Regions from separate parts of the Triticum aestivum genome. Here region 1 is linked to region 2. The links are chromatin contacts, called in public Hi-C maps. All regions are on one chromosome and are shown on one strand. Each heading gives the region's core, a stretch centred on a gene start, on an enhancer-like site or on the middle of the called end of the contact. The rest is flanking DNA. Distances are from core to core; before and after follow the strand shown.

Region 1 (6,566 bases), core at 3,038-5,537, 380 kb before region 2:
TCCACACACAGATATTTGTAGGCATACGCCAGAGCCTCACGCCTTGTACATATTGATACAACCGTTCCAAACACTATAAAAAGGACCACCATGGAAACCATCGTATATATCTTTAAAGAGACTGCACACTTCAACGGAGTATCAAACAAGCGATGCGCTGAACAACGGCCGCAAGGACACTTCTTTACAGGTACTTGATGAGAAGCCAAACGATAACCGCGAGCAGCACTATGGCAGCAACAGAGAGCATTAGGCACATGCATGAGCAGCCACCTTTGGCGCGCTTGTTCAGAATTGCAAGCCTCTTTTGCACACGCTGAATCAAGAGAGCCCCGTGTCAATGCACATCCACGTGGATAGAACTAATAGATGTCAAATACTAGTAAGATATCTACCTGAAGACGGGAGTTTGTAACGTCGACATGATCTTCCAAGTCATCCTGCGACATGGAGAAAAGCAATCATCAGACATTATTAGATACAAAAATGCATAGGGCTCTTTTAGGGGCACTAGCACTAACAATCAATCTTGTATGCAGAGTAAGTTCTTCATTGACTGCTAATGCAATATGTTTTGTGCTCAGGACTGTCTCCTCCAGCCTTTCGAGACCCTCATCTTGTTCTGCAAATTGTTAAAACAAATAATTAGCTACCATTTAATGGTTATCATCTACACAAATGCTGGTGATTTAAGAATGTAAATATATGTGACAACCAATACAAAATGCAAGTAATAATGGGATGAACAGCACTTGTGGAGTCTATTAGGTGTGCTTTGGCACAAATAGCTAATTGTGTACTCAAATTCAATTTATATAGTTGACAAGTTCCACTGTTAAAACAAACTACTAGATGAACAACAACAATAATACCTCTCATAACTTGCCTCTGAAGGCCAACAATTCCTTGGTTGTCTAACCCAGCAACTCTGCTCATATCATCAGCAGCTTTCTTACTCTGACCAAGCAAATCCTCCCTAAACAGCATAAATGCATAGTTTACATATAATTATTACTTACAATGCTAATCTGAACAAACGTTAACCAAATAATGTATTCAAGTAAAAAGATTAAGCCACGAGAAGAAGGTGAGCATTGATGCAGACTAAGACCACTATAGGTTCAGTACTGAAAAGCAGAATAAACCTGTTGGCAAAGTTTGACACGTTGAAACTTGTCCCCATCTGTTTTGCTTTAGATTTCAAGTTGGAAAGTGCATCTTGGCGCTTATGCATCTCCTTGTCAGTGCTGCAAACAAACAATTAAAATGACTACATGAACTTTCTTTATAGCAAGTAAAAATTATCAGACCTCATTGCTGGACACAAATTTATAGGATTATTCAATTTATCATACAGGTGCAGAAACAAAAATCTCCGTCAATGACAATCCTATGGTAGTAAACTTCTTTCACATAGACTACTACTGTTACATGTGGGGGTCTAAATTTACTTGTTTAATTATCTCCATTCAATTAAGCCATCTCCATTTACTTTGTCTAGAATCTCATCTTATCTGCTAGATGAGTTGGTTAATTGTTAGCAGCCTACTACTTACGCCTTGTTATCTTTTCGGCAAGCAATTAAATAAGAAGCCTCTTGCCCCTAATTTACTTGTCCTATCCCCATCCCCTATTTTAGCCTTGTGCCCCAATCGACCAGGGTTGCCATCAAGGCACTTGAGCGTCGGAGGCCAAGGCCTAGTTCTCCGGCAGCTCCCAACTATGAGGTTCTACTAGCAACACATTTGACACAGAACTTGTATGAACCAGCATGGCAGCCTCTTCCCTATACTGCACACATCATTATAATGATTCTTTGACTGTGCGAAGGGCAGAATTCACTAGACTATTCTTATACCAGCCAACGCTGCTGACGCAAGACATAAGGTAAACCATAGATGAATTTTGATTCTAAGGATATATCAAACATGCAACAATGGATTACTTAACAGTCCATACAAATTCTCTGATATTATACTGTCCTATGTTCCTTTGTAACTTCCAAAACAAAATTTCAAGATTTCCGAGTCAACAAATATTGCAGTAATGTAAGAACTCTAGTGATCTTCAGTATACATTATATAAAGATGAAAGTAGTCAAAACATACAGTGACTTTGGCGGAATCCTGGACAACAATGTCACCAAGCTATCCAGTCTAGTCCCAAGAATGGTTATTTTTCTCCGGATGGCTGATGTGTGGCGCATAATTTCGGGGCCTGATTGTGGAAGTGAACTTCTATCGGCAATCATGGAACTTATATCATCAACAAGCTTAGATGCTTCAGTGTACTCTTTCATCCATGGGTCCGAAGATGATGCCATTTCTGGTTCATTCAAAATAGTATTAGCATAACTGTCAAGTAAGAACCAAAAACTATGGCAGGATACAAAGCTTTAGCAGGATAGATACATATAAACAAGCGCAAGGTAATATCACAACTCGGTTATCGTGCAATATCATAATTAAAAATGGGGAGTTGACCGGTTGATCCCAAACTAAGATTGACCAGCATGCAGGAATATATTGCTCCTACTAAACAAACTCCTAACCATGGGACCCTAAATGGACAGCAAGATTGCTGAAGGTTTAGTATGGTGTGTCCAAAACTTATCTTTGCAGATTTCTGCCATAAATAACACCAAACATAGGGTATGTATCACCTCTGGAAGGTTACGTTTAGGCAGGACAGGTCCGACCAGTCTGGCAATATTTCAATTCTAACTTGGTTCCATCAAAATAGCCCCAGAAGCAAACTGGTTCTTCTTTATTACTCCTACTATGCAAGTTGCATAATTGTCTACAAATGGGTTTTCTCAATCCCCTTTCATTGTCAGTTTGCTTTGACATGGTTCCATTAATGACATGAAAACTGGAAAGGGAAAAGATCCACACGAAGTTTATCCATTTGCAAGCATCAAGATATAAGATGCAGGAGCAGGAGTATAGGAGGAGGACAATGTCCTCTTCAGCAGCAGAGCAGAAGACGGTGCGATTGCAGAAACATGTAGATTGAGAAGTCTGTGTAAGCTAAAAAGCTAGCAAACTGGTTCCATCAAATTAGCCCCCAGAAGCAAACTAGTTCTTCTTTATTACTCCCTCCATCCCAAAATAAGTGTCTTGAGCTTAGTACAAATTTGTACTAGAGCTAGTACAAAGTTGAGACACTTATTTTGGGATGGAGGGAGTACTATGCAAGTTGTATAATTATCCACAAATGGGTTTCCTCAGATCCCCTTTCATATTTCACTTTGCTGCAACATGGTTCCATGAATGACATGAAAACTGGAAACGGAAAAGATTCACACAAAGTTTGTCCATTTGCAAGCATCAAGAGATAAGATGCAGGAGCAGGGGTATAGGAGGAGGACGAAGTCCTCGTTGGCAGCAGAGCAGAAGACAGTGCAAATGCAGAAACATGTAGATTGAGAAGGGTGTGCAAGCTAAAAAGCTAGCAAATGCATGTGCGTCAGAGTCAACTAGTGGCGCTGTCAAAATGTCCCTTTACAAATAAGGTGATTGTGCCTGGAAGTAAACAGCCCAAACGATCAACTGTGATTGGGCAAGAACAAAGTTTCAGCAGATAACAAGCAGGCTCGTAATTTTGCTAACTCCTTGTACAAACTTGATTCGTGTTAATTAATGCAGATTTGGTACTGCAGCTGCTTGTGCAAAGTTGTTTTGTATGTTCCCTTGGATCCTTAATTCCTTGTGGAAGCTGAAACTTTTCTCTTGCCCAATCAGAAGAGAACATGCAAGCTGGCTTAAGGTGAGTGTTTTTTCTACAAGTTGGTCCATCAAGTTTCTAATACAGCACCTACGCCCCTACTTCATACAGATGATACCATTCAGGAACAAAAAGGAAAGATCAATCCACTATCAATTTCTAAGCTCTGAATCTCTAATTCTCTCTTCCTCTCCTGCCTGATACATCTATCCCTCTCAATTTCAACTCTCTCGCCCGCCGCATCATGAGAAATCACGAACTTACCCACCCTAAGAACCTGACACGGCGCACACAACAGAACCCTAGAAATTAAGAGAAGGGTGGGAGAAGGAAGAGGAGGGGGCGGGGCGGGGGGGGGGGGGGGGGGGGATCTTACCGGCGAGAAGCCTGCTGTGGCCGCCGACGTCGCCTCCGGGGTCGCTGCCGCGTGAGAGAGGGAGAGGGGAATTCGCCACGCGCGAGAGGAGAGGAGAGTAGCCGATTGATTGTGAGGCCCCAGCGATCAGCGAAAGGGGGAAAGAGAAACAGGCGAAATGCAGACTGTTTTTTATTCTTCAGAGAGATATAAACGACAGGCTCCGATACATCAGTTTTGGGCCAGCTCACGCCTAATCTGCCACCGGGCCCTTCCGCCGGTGGGGTCCACTCGACGGACAACTCCATTGCAGATTTCGGACTTCTTTCCGTCACGGCAACTGCACCAAACCTCCCTGGATCTGATGGTCAGAACATTTTTATCCATCCATCGCAGATCATCAAATGCTTGCGGACATGGGCGGATGTCTGAAATCACACAATCCAACATGAAAGCTAGGGAAACTTTGGAATAGTTCAGACACACCAACTCAGTCTCGGACCCACCACATCCAAATATTTTTGCTCTCCGCCCTTCTCTCTTCTCTCTCACTTGAACGAGGGTTCATATTTGATGGATATGGTTGGATGGTCGGCAGCTGTTCGCGGACACGTCCAGACGTGTCCACCCAACATTCGTTGACCATATTTGATGACTTCACTTGGAGATGCTCACACCACCGTTGAGGCGGCAGTGGTGGGAACACAATACTCCTGCTTCACAACGTCGCCCGCCTTCGTCCACTTCTGAATTACCAACTCCATTCCACCTTCCATCCCTTATTGCTCTGGGTGAAGAGGATGGAATGTTGATATAGATAGTTGTAAGGGCATATTTTCACCCTATGTGGTTTTGGTGATTGATGACAATGCATTTTCGGACTAATCGTGTGCATTGAGCATTCCAGATATCTCATGTTTAGGCACAAGATGATTCGTTGCCCCTGGGAGCTTAGTGAAGACGGCGTTTCTCTATGTTTCTTTTTGGTGGATTTGAGTCGTAGGAAAGCCGTACTATTAAGAGGGGGTCTGCTTTGGAAAGGTTAATGTGGAATAAACACGTACACGTCTATTCCTTTGCACCACCTTTCCTTTGCCTCTTTGGAGCACCGACCGTTTATCCGTGTCTTTGCAAAATGAAGGACTCCTAGTGTTATTGAGATGTGGCATGCGGTAGTACTGCTCAAGGGAGCAGTAGTACCACAAAGGCCCACGGTAGTACCGACCAGGGACGCGGTAGTACCGCGCTTTGCGGTAGTACCACTCCCGGGCGCGGTAGTATCATGGCGTCGGGCCCAGCACAGCAACACGGGCGAAAGTAGGGGCGGATGTAATTTTTTACATCCGCGCCCTACACGGTAGTACCGCTCCCTGTATGTGGTAGTACCGTGTCGGATTTTTGCACAGATCGAAACTCAGCGAAAGTAGCCACAGATGTATTTTTATTCGTCCATGCCTTCCCAGCCCAAACAAACCCTGCCTTGCAGTAGTACCGCAAGGGCGAGTGGTAGTACCGCTCCGGCGGTTCTACCGCTCTTTACTTCAACGCAACAGGGTTGGTCTGGCTCCTGTCGCACAAGCGGTAGTACCGTAGTGCCTCACTATAGTACCGCAGGCCCTTGCGGTAGTACCGCATGTCTGGTGCGGTAGTACCGCATGTCGCGAGCTGGATAAGTGGGTAACGGTTGGATTTGTCCTATCACTATATAAGGCGGGTCTTCTTCTCCGAGTTGACCACCTCTTCCATCCGTAAGCTCCATTGTTGCTTTAAGCTCCATTTTCGCCAGATCTCTCTCCCTAGCCAATCAAACTTGTTGATTCTCCAGGGATTGGTTGAGAAGGCCTCGATCTACACTTTCGCCAAGAGAAATTTGATTCCCCCCACTAATCCCTTGCGGATCTTGTTACTCGTGGGTGTTTGAGCACCCTAGATGGTTGAGGTCACCGCGGAGCCATAGTCCATTGTGGCGAAGCTTCGTGGTGTCGTTGGGAGCCTCCAATTAAGTTGTGGAGATTGCCCCAACCTTGTTTGTAAAGGTTCGATCGCCGCCTCCAAGGGCACCAATAGTGGAATCACGGCATCTCGCATTGTGTGAGGGCTTGAGGAGAATACAGTGGCCCTAGTGGCTTCTTAGGGAGCATTGTAACTCCACAACGCTCCAACGGAGACGTACTTCCCCTCAAAGGGAAGGAACTTCGATAACACATCCTCGTCTCCATCGACTCCATTTTTGTTTATCTCTCACCTTTACTTGTGCAAGCTTATATTGTGTTCTATCCCTTGCTTGCTTGTGTGTGTTGGGGAACGTAATAATTTCAAAATTTTCCTATGCACACACAGGATCATGGTGATACATAGCAACGAGAGGGGAGAGTGTGTCCATGTACCCTCGTAGACCGAAAGCGAAAGCGTTAGCACAACGCGGTTGATGTAGTCGTACGTCTTCACGATCCGACCGATCCAAGTACCGAACGTACGGCACCTC
Region 2 (6,103 bases), core at 1,679-4,178:
CAGTCAGATCAGCATTACTTAGTCCAATAGGCGAAGAGGTAGCCAAACCAGAGCTGTGCACCAATAACTGGTCGAAATTTTCATTTTGATACACAGGGGATGCTCCATTTGCCACTGATCTTTGTGGCGCAAAAGCTTCAAAAGGGTCAATATGCAACAGTATATGGGGTCCAGGAGCAACTTTATCATTACCATGCACACAGCCAGCTGTTCCATAATCTGTAGAGACACGCCCTGAGTTCATTTTCTCTACATGAGACCCACAATCTGAATTCGCTGTTTGAGATCCATTAGGGCATCCATGAAGAAAGCGTGAATGAGAATTATCAGTAGCATGCATTGACGTCAAACCTGAGCTTTCTAGAGCATCTAACTCACCTGAGGACAACCTTGCACCACGTGTGTGGTGCAAAGTGAACCTTGTGTCAACAAAAGTGCACTGGGGAGCAACACTTGGACCGGCACTGTTCTCCGGATGATAAATCTTCCTCTGTTGAACAACAGGACCACTATCATGACCTGTTTGCACCATATTACTAGACAAACTGTCTTGTTGGTAATATACAGCTGCCTCAAAACTGGCTCCACCAGGAACTCCTTGATCATACCGCTGGTCGGTATGACTAGAAACAAGGTAATTTGGTTCATCCATACGAGTAATCTCAGGTGGCTTAGCACATAGAAGATCTGGCCTAGCCCCGCTTATTGTTCTCTCCAGCGCATTAGCTTGACACATTGTCTGGGAAAATGAAGGGGGTATGTAGGAATCAAAAGTTAAAGACAAATTGGATGCAGGTTGTTCAGTGCGATCATTTAGCAAAGGATCAGAAAAGGCATGCGGCATGCCATGAATTTGACCAGTGTATTCATGCATACCAGATAGCCAACTAGCAGCTTCCGGATGCACGCACACCTTTTCAGAATAGAAGGGCATTTCCATTGGAGTAGACTTATCATAGTTTGTATGTGAACTCACGTAACTCTCGTTTCGAGGTATACCCAAATCTTTTGCCTGCCTTTGAATTTGAATATTGTGCATGGTTGATCCAATTCCAACACCTGTGTCTGCATCGCTTTGAGTCTTATCTTGATGGTCTGGAAGCATGGCTTTCAAATGTGATCCATTGCTAACTTCATATTTGTGTTCATGTTCTTGATTCGTTGTTAGTTTGTCTGCAGACATCCGCAGCCTAGACTGATTCAAAGACATCCTCTGTCGATTTAAGCCTGGGGAGGAAGTTGCTGCTGACTCAGCCACCATTTGTTGTGAGTATGGAGCAAGAAAAAACTGAGAGGAAGACTCATTTAAGGCTGTTCCAGCCAAAGCTTTACCTCCACTTTCTATATCTGTTTGACATGCAGTTGAGTCTCTGCAGGGGAGTAGGGAACTATCCAACTGTTGGCTCAACTGGCTCACCAAACTGTTGCCGCTGGTGCTCTGCTCCAGTTGTGAGAGATTGTTCACAGCAACAACAAAATGATATTCTGGCTCACTTTCTAAACTTCTTGCACTTAACGATGTCTCCTCACAATCATTTGGGGAGACAAGAAATATCCGAAGTCTCGGTGAGCCATTGGCCTTTTCAAGACTGTAGTATTCTTCCATCATATTCTGAAGATCCTCTTCACATGAAAGAGAAATCAGAGCATCAAGGTCCTCATCAGGAAGCTGATACTTGATGGTATGAGGCTGGTTGTAGAGCGAGAGGGTTTTATGCACAAGTTCCTTCCATGAGAAGTTTCTGGGTATCGATATGAGACGTGTTTCCCCACCTACATATCTGAGCACCCCATCACTAGGCCTAGGCAGGATTTTCCCACCAAAGCTACACATGAACTTGACTTTTCCAGCATGTGGGCTTTCGCAGGGAGACGACATATCTTGTAGATTGTCACTTGAATGCTCAGCTGGTTTGAGTCCATTCTCAGAGCGTATGGTCCTCGTACGCACCAAATTTGCCGGATCCATATCATATTTCAGAGGCAAACTGGCAGTAAGGTTGCCGGAGTCAAACCTGCCAAGACCAAGAATCGTGGTGAGATCCTGATAGACCACATTCAAGTTCTTGTGGTTATTGGGCCCAACTTGGCTGTTCATCTGAAGCAACACGGAGCAATGGTGGTTTTGCTGGAAGCTCCTCCTCCTTGTCCTTGAACAGTGCAGGACTGGAGCTAATTGCTATATCTTGAAACACCGAACTATTCATTCATCTCTTCTCTTTAAGACAAAAGCAGTGGTTTCCCCTAATGTAGACCCTGGCTCCGCTCCTTCTCGAGCAAAGCGTAGCTGCCATGAATAAGAAAACACGGTGAACATCTGTGATCTCTCTACCATCCCCGCAACAAAACAGACAAAGAGAGGTCGAAACGAACTGAAAAAAAAATCTCGCTGTGTACAATGTTCATAGGCGATCGGTATTGCGAGCCGAAGAAGAATTAATGATCAAATTAGCTCATCAGTTGGATTCGACTGGTCAGAGCCACACACAAAAAAATCCCGAAAAGATCCTACCGACAACAGTACAGACCAGGACGAAGCGTACCGCTCCTATGAAAACCAAATCAAGCTAGGGTTCCTCACCTGAGGGTTCAATCAGCGCGGGACCGCCTCGCCGCCGAGCGAGCGCGCCGGCGGCCGAGCAAGGGGGGCCCGCCCCGCCTCGCCTCGCCGGCGGTGAGGTCGGCGCGGCAAATGGGACGGGGACGCCGGCGCCGATCTCGCCGACGGGGCGGGCCCAAGCGCATTAGCGGATTGGCGCCGCGCGGGGGAGGATCAAATCGCCTGGGAATTTGGTGGTGGGAGGGAGGAAAGGGTGGGGACTGGGGAGGGAGAGAGGAACGCGGCAGCAGAACGAAACGGAACGAACGCCAAATAGGACACGGGGAAGGGGATGGAAAGTGGGTTCGTTCCCGGTTGCGCCCGATGCGGGCGTGTTGTGCTCGGCTGGATGGATTTGCCGGCGGGGCCAGGTAATGTGATGTGTCTGTCTCTCTAGGTCGGCTGTTGGATCGTTGCCTGGCTGGCTTCGCACTGCAACAAGGACGTGCGTTCGAAGGAACTGCCGCCAAAAGAAGCGTGCGTCGAAGGAGAGAGAAGTAAAGGAAGAAGAATTTGCCTTCTCTTTAACTATAATAAGGTTAAGAAATGGGTCTATTGTCAAAGATGAAGACTGCCGACCCTTGGCCAAAACCGACAGAAACGTTGTCTTTTTCGTTTAGAAGAAGAAATATAACTATGTATGACCCGTTAGAATTACGGTAATGTTATCTGACGAACGTCAGCTGTGAGGGGATGGCAAGCGAACACCTTTTCTTGTTAGCTTTAGTTGATTCGCGAGATTAAACGGTGGTGGTTTTAAACGAAAATGCTTTCTTCCGAAGAAACTGTCATATTGTTTTGAAGTTGTCATTCCCTCGCATCTAAAACTGCCAATGAAATCGTTCGAAATGCCACTCCTTCCCAGCGAACGTTCGCGAGCTAAGAGGGTCCTAGATTACACGTCGGCCACTCCTGGGTGACCACTAGGCTCGCCCCATCGATCATCGACGGCGTTGATATCACTCGAGGAACCGGCCGGGATCTGGGCGACGTCCCAAAAACAAGATGAGGCATTCAACTGTTGCGGAGAAGGGACAATCCTTTCATAGGTGGGTTGCACTTTCCGAGGTCTTGTGCACATGCGGCAAAAAAGATCCTATGGCCCACGTCACGCACACAACCAAGAGAATAATTTGCACTTTGGCTCTGTCTTAGTCTTCCGGATCTTGGACGTGGCAACTTTGGGGAATGGGCTCTAGAATCAGGCCTGGTAGGCCGAGTTGGATGAGTATACCCCGGAGAAAGTCCGGAGCTAGGGATGGAGTCGGGGGTACTGGGGTCAAGGGCTGGTATTTTTAAACTTGATATTCATAGTTTTTTTTCTACTATGGTTATCACTTCAACTTGCCTACTAATCACTAATAATTGCACAAATGTGTAGATCTCCTTGTCTTAATGTTTTTTTGCAGATAGAACCCTAATATGTAGAAAACAAGGCCACATTTGGAAAGTACTTGAAGAGAGGAACAAATCCATATAAAGAAGTTCGACAGAGGCGTCTCTAAAAGATAGAGCAAAAATGTGATACGAGCAGGCATGCTCATACAAACAATCATACCACCCGGAATCGACTCCAAGAAGTCAAATTAAGCACACGATGTGCCCCTGAAACCTATTACAGATGTCTGCGCTATATAAAGAAGAGGAAGAACTCCAGTTGACCTCTTTGACTCTTCATCAACTCCATCGCCCTGCGTGATACATGGTCAAAGCCCGGAGAAAGAGCAACAACACTAAAGAAAGTGTTAGCGCATTGGACCCGAAATCCAACTAGCTGACTAAGCTGATAAAGGAAAAACATAATATAATAGAGAAATATTAGTTCTGACTGGTTGGTAAAAGGACTTTAAATCCTTTGGACAAAAGGACTAGAAATCCATTGAATGCTAGTGGTTCGATTCCACAATAGAACAAAGAATGAAATGAATGAATGAAAGCCATGAGCCCATGACCATGCCTCCAGTAGGACGAACGAGGAATCGGTTTTGGGGCTCCTGGTTCATGGGATCCTGACCACAATGGGGAGATTAGATACTCCCTCCGTCCCAAAATAAGTGTCTCAAGCTTAGTATAACTTTTTAGTAAAGTTAGTATAAAATTAAGACGCTTATTTTGAGATGGAGGGAGTATGATTCTTCAATAAGTCCATCCAATGGAGATAGATTGAGGAGAAAACCAAAGATAAAGATGGACAATATCTGAATCAAATAAAAAAAACCCAGCTATTTCATCAAATCCTAATTGTGTAGGTATGAAGTAGAAAAATCCGTTCTGCACCGCCATAGCAGTCATCTCCGGGCAATAGCCACCATCTCCATTTCCCACTAGATCATACTTGTACTTGAAATTCCATCACAATCGGTCATATTGTATGACGGTTAATTATTCTCGCTTATAAGGGAAATTAAAACTACTGATCACGATGAGCGCTAACTTCAAAACAGAGTATGAAACAACACGTACTTTTATGGTTTGAGAGTTCCACCTCTACTTGCTACTCGTTCTTTTCCAAAAATATATATTTTTTGCAAAATTTATTTCCAACCTTTTGTTGTTTTATTTTTTCTTTTCTTTCTCTTTCTATAAGCTAACTGAACAAAAAATATCTAACATCTAGGGTTGAAGACCTACATTTTGCAAATCAACACTAGTGGTGTGGAAAAACATATAGTCACCAGAAAGTTACAAGTATGGTAAAACTCAACCTAATTTATACAACTAATAAAAATACCAAAATGTCCCAGTATGATCATTCATCATTAAGACAAACTAAACATCAGATAAGTAATTCCTCTCTTACTCATAGATAGCTAACATTGCAATTTATTATGTAAAATTGAAAATAAACTAACACTAAAAGTAAACTAACTTGATTTGCAGAAAGTAAACATGCAAAAAAAACATTAGGGATACAAGGTTTCTCATGATCTCCCCCAAGCTTACAATAAAGCCAATGGGATCCTAATACCTAAGGCCTTCTTTGGTTGATAGGATAGGAATAGTATAGAATAGGAAAATCTTAGGAAGTGAGATGACATGCATCTCATTTCCTATAGGGAAAGATATGTCATTTGATGCATAGGACATGCATTTTTTCATTGAGTCTAGGCTATTTTTTCCCCTTTAAAATGTGGAGGATTGATTCCTATCCTACATAGGAATAGGAATCCATTCTTTTTTTCCTTTTGAGATGCAAAATTGATTCCTATCCTACATAGGAATAGGAATCCATTCCTGCAAACCAAAAGGCCCCAAAAGATTTTTTTTCCTACAAACTTCCTATCCTTTAGAATTCCTACAAAATTCAAGTTCCTATCCTTTAGAATTCCTACAAAATACCTATGAAAGGAGGCCTAAGTTTCCTTAGGCTTAGATGGTGATCTTCCTTCTTCTTATCTGCAGGCTTTTGGCCATTCTTCTAGTTTCATGCAATGGCCATGCCCAATCGAGAATCACGCAAACATCTCCATAATCTCCCCTTGTTGTTGGGAGACAACTTTTATG

Evidence for each region. A called contact is a pair of places that touch in the nucleus more often than the background predicts.
Region 1: a Hi-C map of leaf shows a contact between it and region 2, with 10 times the contacts expected there. The contact joins the promoter of LOC123110518 here to the promoter of LOC123110516 in region 2. A contact is called at or near these places in 2 of 5 Hi-C or Micro-C datasets (both in leaf).

What each region holds. Positions count from the first base shown.
Region 1 is chr5B:80,570,932-80,577,497 of IWGSC CS RefSeq v2.1, reverse strand. It overlaps LOC123110518 (syntaxin-51), which reads right to left and starts at 4,287. Exons shown (of 7, transcript XM_044531057.1): 1 at 4,103-4,287; 2 at 2,109-2,325; 3 at 1,146-1,247; 4 at 873-976; 5 at 522-622; 6 at 396-440; 7 at 1-316. The coding sequence starts at 2,323. The coding sequence ends at 185.
Region 2 is chr5B:80,188,994-80,195,096 of IWGSC CS RefSeq v2.1, reverse strand. It overlaps LOC123110516, which reads right to left and starts at 2,928. Exons shown (of 8, transcript XR_006453447.1): 1 at 2,582-2,928; 2 at 1-2,287.